Linked DNA regions of Mus musculus: region 2 is linked to region 1. A link is a contact called in public HiChIP or PLAC-seq data. All regions are on one chromosome and are shown on one strand. The core of a region is the stretch at or near the end of the contact, and the rest is flanking DNA. Distances in the headings are between cores, read along the strand shown.

Region 1 (6,864 bases), core at 1,856-4,355:
AAAAGATAAGAAAAGATATTGAGATGTGGTACCATCACGTCCCTCCCCTCTACTTATGCTTAAGAGGGACAGTACCCCCACATCTGGGAGACAAGGAGTTACCTGTTAACCTAGCTACTCAGACATTTCTCAGTTTCCTGAACTGGATGATTCCCCACAAAACAAGGCCTGAGGCCCAACCCAAATTTTCAGTCTGATCCCTGTCTCTATCTGTATCCCAAAGCTTCAACTAGTATCTGCATCAGGACACTAATTCAAGAGATGTCAACCTTGAGTCACCCCTTATCTCATTGGTAGCCATAAAAGATCTGATTAGTTTCGTCCAACACCTACCTGACCCATTCTATCCTAAACTACCCCCAGAGGAGTTAGGGAGGTTAGGCAGAACAAAGTGACCCAGACACATACTTTTTTTTATCCCCCCAACCACATACCAGTTCTTTGTTTCTCTCACCTATACAGAGGCCCCAGAGGTCTCAGACTTGCGCACATGCTACCCCCTCTCCATGATGTTCAGGTACCTCTACTTCATCCTGCCTTTGACCTCATCTTCAACATTCTGCACTCCCACCATTCTTCTCTCTACACAAGAAAGGTGCAATCAGCAAACTCATTCTAGACCCAACATTGGGCTGGTTCTCTGCTCTGGACCCAGCCCTCAAAAGACAAAGAAGCTAGGCATGGCAGCACACATCAGCAGTCTCAGTGCTTAGGAGGCTGGTGGGGAGATGAAAGTTCAAGGCCAGCTTGCACTACACATTAAATCCCTATCTCAAGCAAGCAAGCAAGCAAATAAAAGGGAATCCAGTTTTAAACCCATCTTTGTATAAATTAAAGACTATGGTTCAGTCTTATCTGAGACACAAGTGGAGAGAGCCAGAAGCAGATTGACTTTCAAAATAAACAGAAGAAAACCCCTCTGGAACCACCTGCCCTTTGAAATAGCCTTCCCAAGCTGCTACTATGGTTCTGAGATGGCTCATGAGGTAATGTGTAGCAGGCACATGGGCTGCTGTTGTAGACTATAAAATGCATGAAACTCGCAGTTGCCTATAGGGGAATGTGATCTCCTGTTGTTCTATGCCTTCTCTGCTTGCCTTATGGGTAGCATGTCTCTATCAAAAAAGTGAGTCTCTCACCCTAGGAAAGATCTCAGCTTTAAAAAATTTAGCGCAATGCTTTTTATATCAGTGGGTTATATTTAAAGCATTCAAAGGCCTAGATTTGCATCGACTGCATTTGACTTAGTCAAATTATTCACCATCCATCTCTCATGTACAACCCTCTTCTCAGTCTATGAAAGCTCCGATTACATAGAGTTTAGGTTTCTTCCAGGCAAATTGATCATCAATTTCTTAGACCTCATCCTACCAAGTATCTTGGACTAGTACAAGTGTCTGGCTCCCCTATTGGTATTTTGAACGTGTCCAAGCTCAAATCATGGCCAGCAAGCATTACCAGTGGCTTTTTTCTGCTGCAGTGTCTGAACATCTTTCTCATAAGAGAAAGTGAAAGCAAACAGGCCATGAAAGTGTCTTAGCTGACTGGGAGCACAAGAGAGGAAGAAGGGAGAGCATCCTACCTGGTAGGGCAGACTCTTGAGAACACGACTTATAAACAATTGTGAATGCCTACCATTTGTTGATTACTTGATACGTTCAAAATTATATTGAACTTCAAAACAATCCCATGGACGGACACACACACACACACCAGGCTGAATCAACTGATCTGGAGTAGCTGTGTCTTGACAGATGTCCCTAACTCTTGCCAAGCAAACATGTCTGTCTGACAACACACGACTGTATGTGTTTGTTTATACCTTACTTTGTTCCACATGGCATTTGGGGTAAAGAGGGAGATGTGAGACACAGCAAGACACAAAAAGACAAAATGAGGAAGACAAGCTAAAGACACTTCGAAGATGCCAGGATCTTTCTTCTGCCAGCGACAGGTCTCTGACTGGGCCCCAAGCTTTCTGCAGCCATGTTGTGGGGGCAAGGGGCAACAGGGATCTCCTCCCATTGTTGGTATTTGCAGCATAAACATAAAACAAAATGGACCAAAGACTTTAAAAGCACCAATTTTCCTAATTTCAGGTCCCCAAAACAAATGCACCCCAAGTGGCACCCTTGGGAGGCTTTAACCTAAAAGCACAGAGCAGAAGAATTAAAGGGGCCTTTGTTCTCCTGGCTCCCATCAGCAGCCCCATCACGGCTTAGCCAAGGTAGCTCTGGAGGATGTAGAGGACTAGGAGGATGTGTAGTTTAGCCTCTCTCAGCTGAGCCATGCAGCTGTCCAGATCTGGATCTCTTGAGCCTGCACAGCTTTGTAGTGAGTTCAAGGAAATGAAAGTGGGATTGGATTGGGCAGAGGCATAAGAAATGATCCCAAATTGGTTGCAGTAGAAATCTCAATGGTTCTTTAGGGAGTGTGGTAGCTGAAATGGCTCTTTAGAACTGTCCCAAAGACAGCCCAAGGGGCCTGGCCTTGTATTCCCTCCCCATCTGCCTGTCATTTGTCACCAACCACCCTTGAATAGGGGCTTAACCTTAATCAAGCCGGGGAGGGGGACACAGCTGTGAGATATTGCCAGTGGGCTTTGGGTGCAGCATTCATGACCATTGCCCAACAATCAGAAGACAACAATCAGAAGACAACAATCAGAAGACAACAATCAGAAGGCAACAATCAGAAGGCAACAATCAGAAGGCAACAATCAGAAGGCAACAATCAGAAGGCAACAATCAGAAGGCAACAATCAGAAGGCAACAATCAGAAGACAACAATCAGAAGACAACAATCAGAAGACAACTTTCTAGCATAGAGCTCACTGAGGCTTATGTACCCTCTAGCACCAGGCGTTCCACTTAGACTGGCCATACAGGACAGAGGGCCTCTGCTCTCAAGCCCTAAGGCTGTTCCTCTTATCACAGATAACAATAACCTCAGCCTGTTAAACCTAATACACACACATACACACACACACACACACACACACACACACACACACACACTCCTGAATAAAAGCTCCAGAGAGCACCTAGCTTTAGCAGTATTACTACTTCCTGGTGTACGAGCCAAAGTAAACAGTTTGCTCAGCACACAAGGACAAGGCAGCATCGGCACAGTTGGGTGGTGCTGTTAACAGGAAATCTGCAGGTTAGACGATGATAACAGCCTTAAACTTGGACTTTGTAAAGTTTGCCAGAGAAGGGGGTCAGGAGGGACTCAGGGTGAAGCCAGCTGGAGTGACCTGTGGAGGGGAGGGTGGGGAAGTGTGGGCCTGACATATTTGAGGGTTGGAGGTCCCGGGGAAGCAGAGACATAAAGGGGCCTCTGGGATAACCTGCAGGAGACTGCAGGCTCTCCTGCTCCATCAGCAGTGCAAGGCTCCAGCTGCCACCTGAACCAGCTCTGCAGCTTTGCAGATGGTGTGTCCAAGGGTGGGCTTCCCGAAGGTTTCCAGATCTGTCTGTGGACACTAGCCTAAGGCTTACAATTGTCCCTGCTGGGTCTGTTTAAAGTTAGGTAACCTGAAAAGTGTAACCATGACCGCTGTATTTATATTATTCCAAGTTTGACTTTTAAGAAATATATCAGGTGCTTATGTTAAACATCGCCGTGAGGTTCCTCTTTACTGTCCCTTATATCTTTATATCCCTTATATCTTTATATCCCTTATATTCTTTAAATGAAGGCACATGAGGTATAGAGCAGAGGAGAGGGGCTGGCTCTGAGCCAGGCTTCCTGACCACTTTCATTCCTGGGAGTTCTCCTTGGTACATCCTGTCCACAGGAAGCAGCTGGCTCCTTGGTGACCATGCCTGATCACCAAGCACAGTGGCCACAGCAACCTGTAACTTTCCTTCCTGAAAGTTTGGTGTCTATGGCCCACAGAAAGCAGAACCAACAGCTCTGTTCAAAGCCTTTCGGTTCTGCCTGGCTTGACTTGCCGCCCTGGCCACACAGATGTTGTCAGTTTGAATCTGCTGTAATGAACTCTGTAAATAGCTTCCCTAATGGATAATCAATCATTTCAGAGATTTAATACTGAATCAGGCTGCTGGACACATGTGGGGGCAAAGCTGTTTGTATCTGATCCAAACAAACCTCCCTTCCTCTTTTACTTCGCAAAGCAAAACATGTCATATTAAATACCTAATGATCTACGACAGGTCTCCCATGACCTAAAAAGAAAAGCTAAAGACACAGACCATCCAAGACAATACAAATTACATGTAATTTGTGCATCTCTTGAAATTAGGTTCTTCATTTAAAGAATATAAAGGATAGTAAGGTAGACTCTCAATTTGCCATTTAACAGAAACATCTACTATATTTCTTAAAAGTCAAACTTGGAATAATATAAATACAGCGGTCATGGTTACACTTTTCAGGTTACCTAACTTTAAACAGACCCAGCAGGGACAATTGTAAGCCTTAGGCTAGTGTCCACAGACAGATCTGGAAACCCTCTGGAAGCCCACCCTTGGACACACCATCTGCAAAGCTGCAGAGCTGGTTCAGGTGGCAGCTGGAGCCTTGCACTGCTGATGGAGCAGGAGAGCCTGCAGTCTCCTGCAGGTTATCCCAGCAGCCAGCCCAGCCTCAAAGGCCTCTGTGCCCCACCCCCACCACACACACCAGCTGCCCAAACCCTGCTGACTCCCATCTCAGTATCCCTAACTCCACGTTCTCCCAGTCACATGTCTGCCCACTCCACAGGCTTATTCTGCCTTAAAGTCTAGTGTCAGTGATTCCAGCAGCCTCTTACTAGCCCTCTATGGTCTTACTCCGAGTGTCCCCTGCTGAGTGCATCTACTCTCTGGCCTTCTGTTATCTGTTATTGGCCATTCTTCAATCTCTGGCTTCCCCCAGTACATATCATTTCTGCTGTTTCTACATGGGTGTGGGTGTAAATTAGAAAAGGAAGGCCAACTCCCACCTGTCATTCTTCCTAGGAAACCATGCTGCCAGACCCAGCCTTAGAGCTGACTCCATCTTTCTAATGTCTAGTGGATTGGGCCAGTATGGTAGAGCTGGCCAGTACCACAGAGTGAGGCTAACACAGAACAGGGATAAAACCTTGATTTGATAAGGTGGAGGAGATACCGCCATTTCTTATCTTCCCAAAGACACTCTTAAAGATTTTTTCTCCAAGTTCTTAACTGTTTTCAAAATACTCTATCTCCAACTCACCACTTGCTCGGCTTCCCAAAAGCTGTGAAATTGCCAAGTGCCCTTTTAAAATGTCTCTGTGATGTGGATCTCACAGTTACTTGTTTATCTTCCAATGGCAGGGACTTCACAGGTCACCCAAGTACACACACTGGCAGAGCTCTATCTGAGTCTGGGAACATAGTCAGGTGGCCAGGTGGGGAAGGAGGCCAGAACAGGACTCCTGTCTTCCTGGGCCTCTCCCAGTGCCCTTCTTAGCATTTCAGCCAACCCAGGACCCATCTGCCTACAGGTTAGTGTCAGGTGGAAAGTCCCAGGTTGGACAGCAGAGTTCTAAAGAACACCTGGGAAGAATATACCCATTTATCAAACAAGGGAACTGAGGCTCGAAAGTGAAGAAGTTGCCTAGGCTTTTATACTTGGTGTGTAGCAGCTGGTAAGATTTCTGATCCAGGCCTCCCTCTCAGTACAGCCTACACGTTCTACTCATTGAAAAGAACTTACTTTCTGTCCTTATACCTGAATTTAACACCCATGGGGAGAAAGTACAGAGAAGATTATCACCAGCTGCTTCCAAAGGGGGATTAAATCCTTTTTTGGATTCCTCCTAATGTGCAGCCGTGTTCTGTAACTAGCCTAGAATTCTCCGAGTCCACTTAGCTTTTTATAGTTTGACCTTTGCACAGGAAAAAAAAAAACTCAATGATTTCCCACTATTATGAATAAATGGAAATGGATATGTTTTTTTCTGAATGATTAAAGAGTGAAAATCAGAGCCTACCACCATCCAAGTCCTCTGGAAATAATTTCTCTGGAAAGATAAGGTTCCCAAAGCTACCTTGCAGGTGGATCAAATCCTTACAACAGAGCTCTGGCACACCATTTGTTTATTTTCCATTCTTGCCATGGAGAAGAGGGTAGCTTCATCCTGGGTACGGAGGCAAAAAGCAGGACTTTTGACCCTCTGACCCTCAAAATGGCCCAAACCTTGGGTGTCAGACCAAGTACATTGTCCCCAAAGTATGCTAATGGGACACTGACAGCATCACCAGTGTCCTTCAGAGCACCACTCAAGCACAGGTGCATGGGTCTAGCAAAGCCTGCGTCACCAGCTGTCAAAGCAGGGCACAGGAGCGCACACTCACTGTCCCAACTAAATGGTAGACTGAGGCAGGAAGATTTCTTAATCCCAGAAGTTCAGGGCCAACCTAGACAGCACAGTAAGTAAGGCTCTGCTTCAACATACACAAATCAGTGCATAATAAAGCAAGCTTCCCCCCTATCCATTCACAAAGGCCTTGGGGAAAGCCAAGGGTGGGCAAGAGCAGCATCGGCATCACACGCAGAGATGCTCTCCGATAGCTCCCTACCTCCTCCTCTGAAACCAGACTGTTATGAAATCGAGGAGTTTAAGATAATGGTTCTGTAGCTGGTGCTTAATAAAGGTATTCCCATCTTTTCAAATACCTAACCTTTAAAACATATGCCATGCGCTACCGTGCTTCTTAAGCAACTGAGCTGGAATGTTATTTTATAATGTCTTATTGACACCAGAATCCTTACTACAAAAATGTGAGAATCACAGACTCTGGGGTCTAATCTCACTGTGACCTTGCCCACGAGATTTGCAGAGCCATTTGCTTTGTGGCTTTTCTTTTGGGTTTGCGGGTTGTTTTGTGTTTT
Region 2 (6,864 bases), core at 2,290-4,789, 250 kb before region 1:
GTGAACAATTGAAGAAACCCAACATCAACCTCTGGTCCACATCTCCAGCCGACACATGTACACACACACAAACAAGTACATACATAAAAAAAGAAAAGCTCTTGAGATGGTTATTCAAAGATGGCATCCTGAGAAGCTGACACTGGGCTGTGCCTGAGGAGGTAGGGGCTGTCTTGCCACGCAAAAGGCAAATGCAGAGGCCCTGAGAGAAGTGAGTTTGATTTGGAGGGAGGGACTCTTAACCACAGTGTCTTGTGAGGGTAGGTGTTTCAGCCTTGACCCTCTAGTAAGTCCTATGAGTCAGCACTGTCTTCCAGGAGTGCTGTGGTAGTCAGGATAACTCAGGAGGCCTTTTCTGCCCTGCCCGCTCTCCTAGCCTCAGAGCTTACTAAGAGGGCCGTGGGGACAGGAATGGCAGGGCCAGGTTTCAGCATTCTTGACCCACCCATCCCCTTTCAGATTCCCACTCCATCCTGCAGCTTGCTGGGGGCTGAGAATAGTATGACATTTAAGGAATGATCAGGGCTCCTGGCCCACCATGGATTGGAGAGGGCCTAAGAAAAGATAACAGCAATAATAACAGCAGGCACCTCTTACCTTAGCTTTGTGTCAGAATAGGCCCTGATACTGAGTGTTCCTCAAATACCATCCCATAGGGCTCCCTTGGGCTATTTGGGAGAAGTCAGGCTGTAAGACACACACACACACACCTGCCACTACAAGGTCTGTACTGCTAACCAGGGCTCTACTTTCTGACTGGCTCCCAGTCTGCCCTGGGGCCCTGAGAAAAGAATCTTGCGGCTCCAGTCTGCCAGGTTTGCAGCTGACACAGGCCCAGGCAGGCCCTGGCCTCCCTGTTGGTGACTGTGGATGGTTCAGTGAAAGAATCAGGTTTTGCTGGCTCCAGAGGCGAGCTGAGTCAGGACTTTTCCCAGGGTTTCCAGGGCTGGGCCTGGCCCTTCACTCAGCACTGAGCCCAGACCCAGGGAAAGATGCCCAGCCATTGGGCGCCCTCCATCCCATCCCTTTCTTCACTTGCTTCCACTCCAGCTCTTCTGCTCCAGACATTCTGGCCTGCCTACTGAGCCCTGCCAGCCCCTTCTGCATATAGCTTTCACTTTCTGTTCCTCTCAGTGAGACACACACTTGTGAGCTCACTCCCTAAGTCTGTGCTCAGACACTTCTCAGCTATGCCTTCTCTGACTACGAGAACTGAGTCCTCACTCCAGTTTCTTTCCTCTTGGCCCTACCTCAGCTCTCTCTTCTCCTTAGTAAGCCCCACACATTTAGCTTTTATGAGACAGTTTCTCATGCAGCCCAGGCTAGCCACATACTCTCTATAGTATATAGGCAAGGCTGGCCTCGAACACTTGATCCTCCTCCTTCCACCACCCAAGCACCAGGATTAGAGGTCTATGCCACTGCACCAAGACTCTACACATTTTAAAACCAGAGTCCGGGCTGGTGAGATGGCTCAGCGGGTAAGAACACTGACTGCTCTTCCAAAGGTCTGGAGTTCAAATCCCAGCAACCACATGGTGGCTCAAAACCATCCGTAAAGAGATCTGACGCCCTCTTCTGGAGTGTCTGAAGACAGCTACAGTGTACTTACATATAATCAATCAATCAATCAATCAATCAATCTTTAAAAAAAAAAAAACAGAGTCCCTGACATGTCAGTTTGGATTTTTAGCTGCTTGCTGAATTTCATTTTTTTCATCACCAACAATGGTACCTGGCATAGAACAATTTGGTCAATAAGTAGATATTATGTGGGCTCGAGAGATGGCTCAGAGGTTAAGAGCACTGACGGTTCTTGCAGAGGTCCTGAGTTCAATTCCCAGCAACCACATGGTGGCTCGAAACCATCTGTAATGGGATCTAATGCCCTCTTCTGGTGCATCTGAAGACAGCGACAGTGTACCCACATACATGAAATTTTTTTAAAAAGTAGTTATTATGTAAATGAATATAAAGACCCTGGAATAATGCCCACTACACGCAAAGGGGCCTCAGAAGAGGCTGGAAGGACTGACATAAGAAATAGATATATCTTGAAAAACCAAAAAAAAAAAAAAAATATATATATATATATATATATATATATATATATATATGAATAATGGTGCCTTTAATCCCAGCACTTGGAAGGCAGAGGCAGGTGGATATCTGACTTCAAGGCCAGCCTGGTCTACAGAGTGAATTCCAGGACAGCCAGGGCTACACAGAGAAACCCTGTCTCAAAAAACCAAAAAAGAAAAAAAAAAAAAAAAGAAATAGAGAACCACGGTCACGTGGGCAGCCCTGCCTTCATGCAGGACCTGAATAACATCTGAAGGATATTTTTGTCCCGTGTGCCTGCACTTTGGCTCCAGCTGTAACTTCTGGCAGGGTAAGGTGTGACCTTGTGATATTGGTCAAGTGTTCTACCTTGGAGTGTAGTCCAGGAGGCACCTCAGTTGGATGCTGTTCTTTAGTAACCACCAACCTTTGTTTGTTTGCTTGTTTGGCTGGTTGGTTGGGTTTTTTTGAGACAGAGTCTCTCTATGTAGTTCTGGCTGTCCTGGAACTGGCTATGTAGCCCAGGCTGGTCTAGAACTCAGAGAGTTCTGCCTGTCTCTGCCCCCTGGATGTCAGCATTAAGTGCATTTACTGTCGTGTCTGGCAGAGGTTTGAATCTCAGGATAAAAAGAGGTCTTCGGACGGAGATACCTCGGTTGGTAGAATGCTTGCTTGCCACTCATGAAGGATTACGTTCAATTACACACTTCATAAACTAGGCGTGGTGGTATATTCCTGTTAGGTTAGCATTTGGGAGGCAGAAACAGGAGAACAGCGGGTGAAGCTACATAGAGAGTTCAGATTGGAACAGCCTGGGACACCTCAGGTGTCCTCAAAGAAAACATAAAGGCCCATCCTTGTCACTCTGTCTCTCCAGGTATCTACCTGTGTAGATCAGGCTGATCTGGAACTCTCAATTCCTTTCAGCCTTCCTCTTAAATGCTGAGATTACAGGTACGCACCCTGGTGTGCCACCACACCCAGCCCAGCACTTCTCCTAACTCTCTCCATTTCCTTTTCTTGACTTTGTTCTAAACTTACTCATTTTATTATTGTACGTGTACAGATGTTTTGCCAGCATGTATGTTTGTGCACTGTGTGCACACCGGGTGCCCATGTAAGTCAGAAGAGAGCTTTGAATCCCTTGGAACTGGAGTTATGCTTGTGAGTCACCATGCTGGGAATTGAATTTGGGGCCTCTTGCAAGAGCAATACGTGCTCTTAACCACTGAGCCGTCGCTCTGGCTCTCAATTCCTTTTTAAAAGGAAGACATAAAAAGCTCGTTGAGAGACCAGACCATAAGCAGCTCTTTGGTAAGGGTCGTGGCTCATCAAGCAGCGTCCGTTCAGACACCATCCCCATCATCAAGAGAGCTTTTTCATCCACTGACTCAACAAGTATTTACCGAGCATGTGTTCTGTGCAGGCGGAGCTGTCTTCGCAGGCAGACTTCCATGTAAGGTATGCCACAGCCAGTGGCCCTGTGGCATGTGCCCTCCCTTCCTGTGGCCCCACCCTGCCAAGCCAGGCTGCAAAGGCCAGCCCCAGCTGTGGTTTGGGAGAATGGCGCCCTCTGCTGGGAAGGAAGGGGACGTTCCGTTCCTTTGGGCAGTCTTCCCATGGAAGCTCACCTTCCGCGGAGGATCCCTGTATACGGATGTGTATGGGATGCCGTCACTCCCATCAACCTCCTACATCAGTAGGGCCAACGGTCATCTTAAACAGCCCTCCCGTGCTAGGCATCCTTCAGAGAGCGGAAGCAATTTGCCCAAGGCCTCATTCAGAAGGGCAGGATCTGAATTTGGTCTCTGACCAACAGTGGCAGCTTACACCTTTAATCTTGCACTGGGGAGGCAGAAGCAAGTAGATGTCTCTGAGTTCGAGGCCAACCTGGTCTACAGAGTGAGCTCTAATACAGCCAGGGCTACACAGAGAATCCCCTCCCCGTCTCAAACAAAACAAAGCAAAAAAGAAAGCTGAAGGTGGGAAGGAAGGCTCTGCCTTCTTTGTGAGCAGGTGATCCACGGAGTTCCCCAGTGAGTCAAACTAGACACATAAAGGATGGAACGCTGGTGAGGGGGCTGCTCCAACTGTCAGTGGTGGCCTGTCACCTAGCTGACCTCTCAGACAGTCCCTGCCCTGACTGGACTTCTGGCCATATTCTTAAACCCCTTCTTCAGGCCACACAATGACTGGGTATGCAGAGTTACCTACACCTTAATGGAGGGGAAAACCCCAGGAAAGACTGCTTAGGTCAGCCACAAAGTCAAAAGGCCTGCTACTAGGATGGATGACCTCACTTGGGGTGAGGGGTGTTTGTAAGGAGAGTGTGGGAGGAGGGGGCTGAGGAGATAGGACTCAGGGAATCCAGAGATCTTTCTCAAAAGAAAGCTCAAGGGGGCTGGGTGTGGGTTTGTTTTGCTGTTGTTTTGAAACCGGTTCACCAGGAAGCTGGAGGCTGGCTTTGAACTCTCACTTTGGGATCTTTGGTTCAGGCATCCTTAGAGAGTCACTTTTTCTTTTCTTTTGGGCTTTTTAGAAGCCTGGGGACAGATTTGAGAAGATCTGACAGGCATTCTCAGTACCAACTAGCCATTCCAGGTTGAGCCTTCGACTCCAGAGAGCCCTGATCTCAATCAGTATCAGCTGACCTGGAGGCAGCTTTGAAGCCTCCACAAAGCAGATGCCCTGGACCGTTTGACGTTAGAAACAAAACAAACCCTTAGGACTTATGTTCACAGATGGTGGCGGGGGCAGAGCAATACCAAATTGGGATTGATGGAGACAACGGAGGGGCCCCCACACTATTGTGCAAACGTGACACAAAACATGATTGCAACACACCGGGTAAACGTTGGAGGGCACACACAGCTGATAAACTACAAAAAGATCAGCCAGATACCCAGGCAGTCCTTGTTAGCATGCCATCCCATTAGTTGTGTATGTGTGTGCAAGCGGGTGCAATTATCACTCACCAGGAATACTTAAAGATAGTGACTTACACTCTGAAATATATTTTTTTCTTTAAAAAAAAAAAAAAGCAAATAAAATCAAACTAAACCACCACCACCAACAACAAAAACTGCGGGGCTGGAGGGACGGCTCAGCAGTTAAGAGCACTACCTGTACTTCCAGAGGTCCTGAGTTCAATTCACAGCAACCTCAAGTAATGGAATCTGATGCCCTCTTCTGGTGTGTCTGAAGACAGCTATCTATAGTGTACTCATACATGAAATAAATCTTAAAAAGAAAAACCAAAACACCCTTTTTTTTTTTTTAAAAGTTTGTATGTTCATTTGTGTGTGGGTCTGGGAACAACTTTAGGACGTCAGTTCTCTGAGTCCCAGATCAGCAAGCACCTTCCCCTGCTGAGCCATCTTACCAGCCCCTTGTGTCTTGCTCTGGAACCTACTGACCACAGATCCAAAGTCTCACCTTGCAGCCCGGAAGCATATTCACAGCGGGAGAACGATCAGTATGGCACACACCCTGACCACCGACGCCAGGCCTGTACTTCCCAGACGCTCAGGCCAGTGACCGTTTCCCCATTGTCAAAGTTGCCTAGATTCATTCACAGAGGCCAGGCTTGGCTGTGAAAAGCCATTTCTCCCCTGGCACCCTCCACGAATCCCAGGAGGGAAGCCGAGTGAACAGTGGCTGTTTGGTTTTGTGCAGCTGCAGGTAGGATTTCCCTGCTTCATTCAGCCTCCAAGAGGGGAGTCAAAGATAAGGGGCAGCAGGTGCGACTGGCTAGGACATCCGATCCCCCTGCTTATCAACAAGAACAGCAGGGGGACCAGAGGCTCAAAAGAAAAAGCAGGAACAGCCTTGGTCTGAGGTACAGAGATCAAGAATAGGTGAGAAACCCACATAATTCCCTTGAATATTATTATATTATCAGTTAAGTGCATATGCATGGGTATGCAGGCCACTACCACACACGTGGAGTTCCTAGGACAACCTGGGAGTTATCTACCACGTGGGTCCCAGTGGGCACACTCAGGCTGTCAGCTCTGGTGGCAGGCACCTTCAACTGCTGAGCCATCTCACTTGGCCCCAAAGTTCCCTTTAGATTTCATTAGGTGACATTAGTTGTCCTGATATCAAACCTAAGCATACAACCCAATCACCTGGGGTCTGTCTATAACTCAACTGCAGGCTCCACCCCCAGCATTCTACTCATCAGGTGACAGCTGGGGCTTCTAGGTTCAGGATGGATTAGAAGTACAGCTGCTTTGAAGATTTAACCACTCCTGGATCTGGAAAGAGAGCCCAGCAGTTTAAGAGCAGTTGATATTCCTACAGAAGACCTGGGGTTTAGTCCCCAGTGATAGGACAATACAGAGAGGTTCTCCACGTGGAAGCTATCTTAGGTTTGACTAGAACTTGAGCTCCTTGTTGGAGACTCCCATGAAAAATCAACCAACTCTACTCAAAGAACCCAAGGGTCAAGATACCCCAGCTAATTTATATTGGTTTCTGTTAAACTACTTGCTTGTGCAAAACCTCCTGTTTCGGCTAACTGCTTATCTTAGCTTCTGTTACAACTACCTGCTTGCTCAAAAGCAACCCTTCCCCTCCTTGTTTGCTCAAAAGTGTCCTCTGCAGCAACCAAGCAAGAGACCAGATATGTTTTTTGCTTCAAAGCCCCTTGTTCTAAGACCTCAGGGCTACACTGGTGTCCCTGGACCCAAGTGTAATCCTGGTCAGCTGGAAAAAAAGAATTTCAGTTGTTTACAGACTGTGTCTGCGTGGTCTTCTTTGGTGGGCTCCCCATAATACCAGCACTCAACATGGCAGCTC

What was found. HiChIP or PLAC-seq counts read pairs in DNA pulled down with a chosen protein or histone mark.
Region 2: an HNF4G HiChIP or PLAC-seq map of pancreatic cancer cells shows a contact between it and region 1. The contact joins two enhancer-like sites. A contact is called at or near these places in 1 of 39 promoter capture datasets (liver) and 1 of 115 datasets of contacts at active chromatin or transcription factors (pancreatic cancer cells).

The regions. Positions count from the first base shown.
Region 1 is chr8:106,304,767-106,311,630 of GRCm38.p6, reverse strand. All of the region lies in intron 1 of Smpd3 (sphingomyelin phosphodiesterase 3, neutral), which reads left to right. The region is part of intron 1 of 4930506A18Rik (RIKEN cDNA 4930506A18 gene); the gene reads right to left. Among named protein-coding and RNA genes, the nearest start is that of 4930506A18Rik, 26 kb to the right of the region's middle. Within about 2 kb of position 3,105, at least 91 of the 459 cell types and tissues checked have an H3K27ac peak or open chromatin away from gene starts, as enhancers often do. A contact at or near this core is called in pancreatic cancer cells, where this site is marked.
Region 2 is chr8:106,558,031-106,564,894 of GRCm38.p6, reverse strand. No RefSeq gene overlaps it. Among named protein-coding and RNA genes, the nearest start is that of 1110028F18Rik, 26 kb to the left of the region's middle. Within about 2 kb of position 3,539, at least 137 of the 459 cell types and tissues checked have an H3K27ac peak or open chromatin away from gene starts, as enhancers often do. A contact at or near this core is called in pancreatic cancer cells, where this site is marked.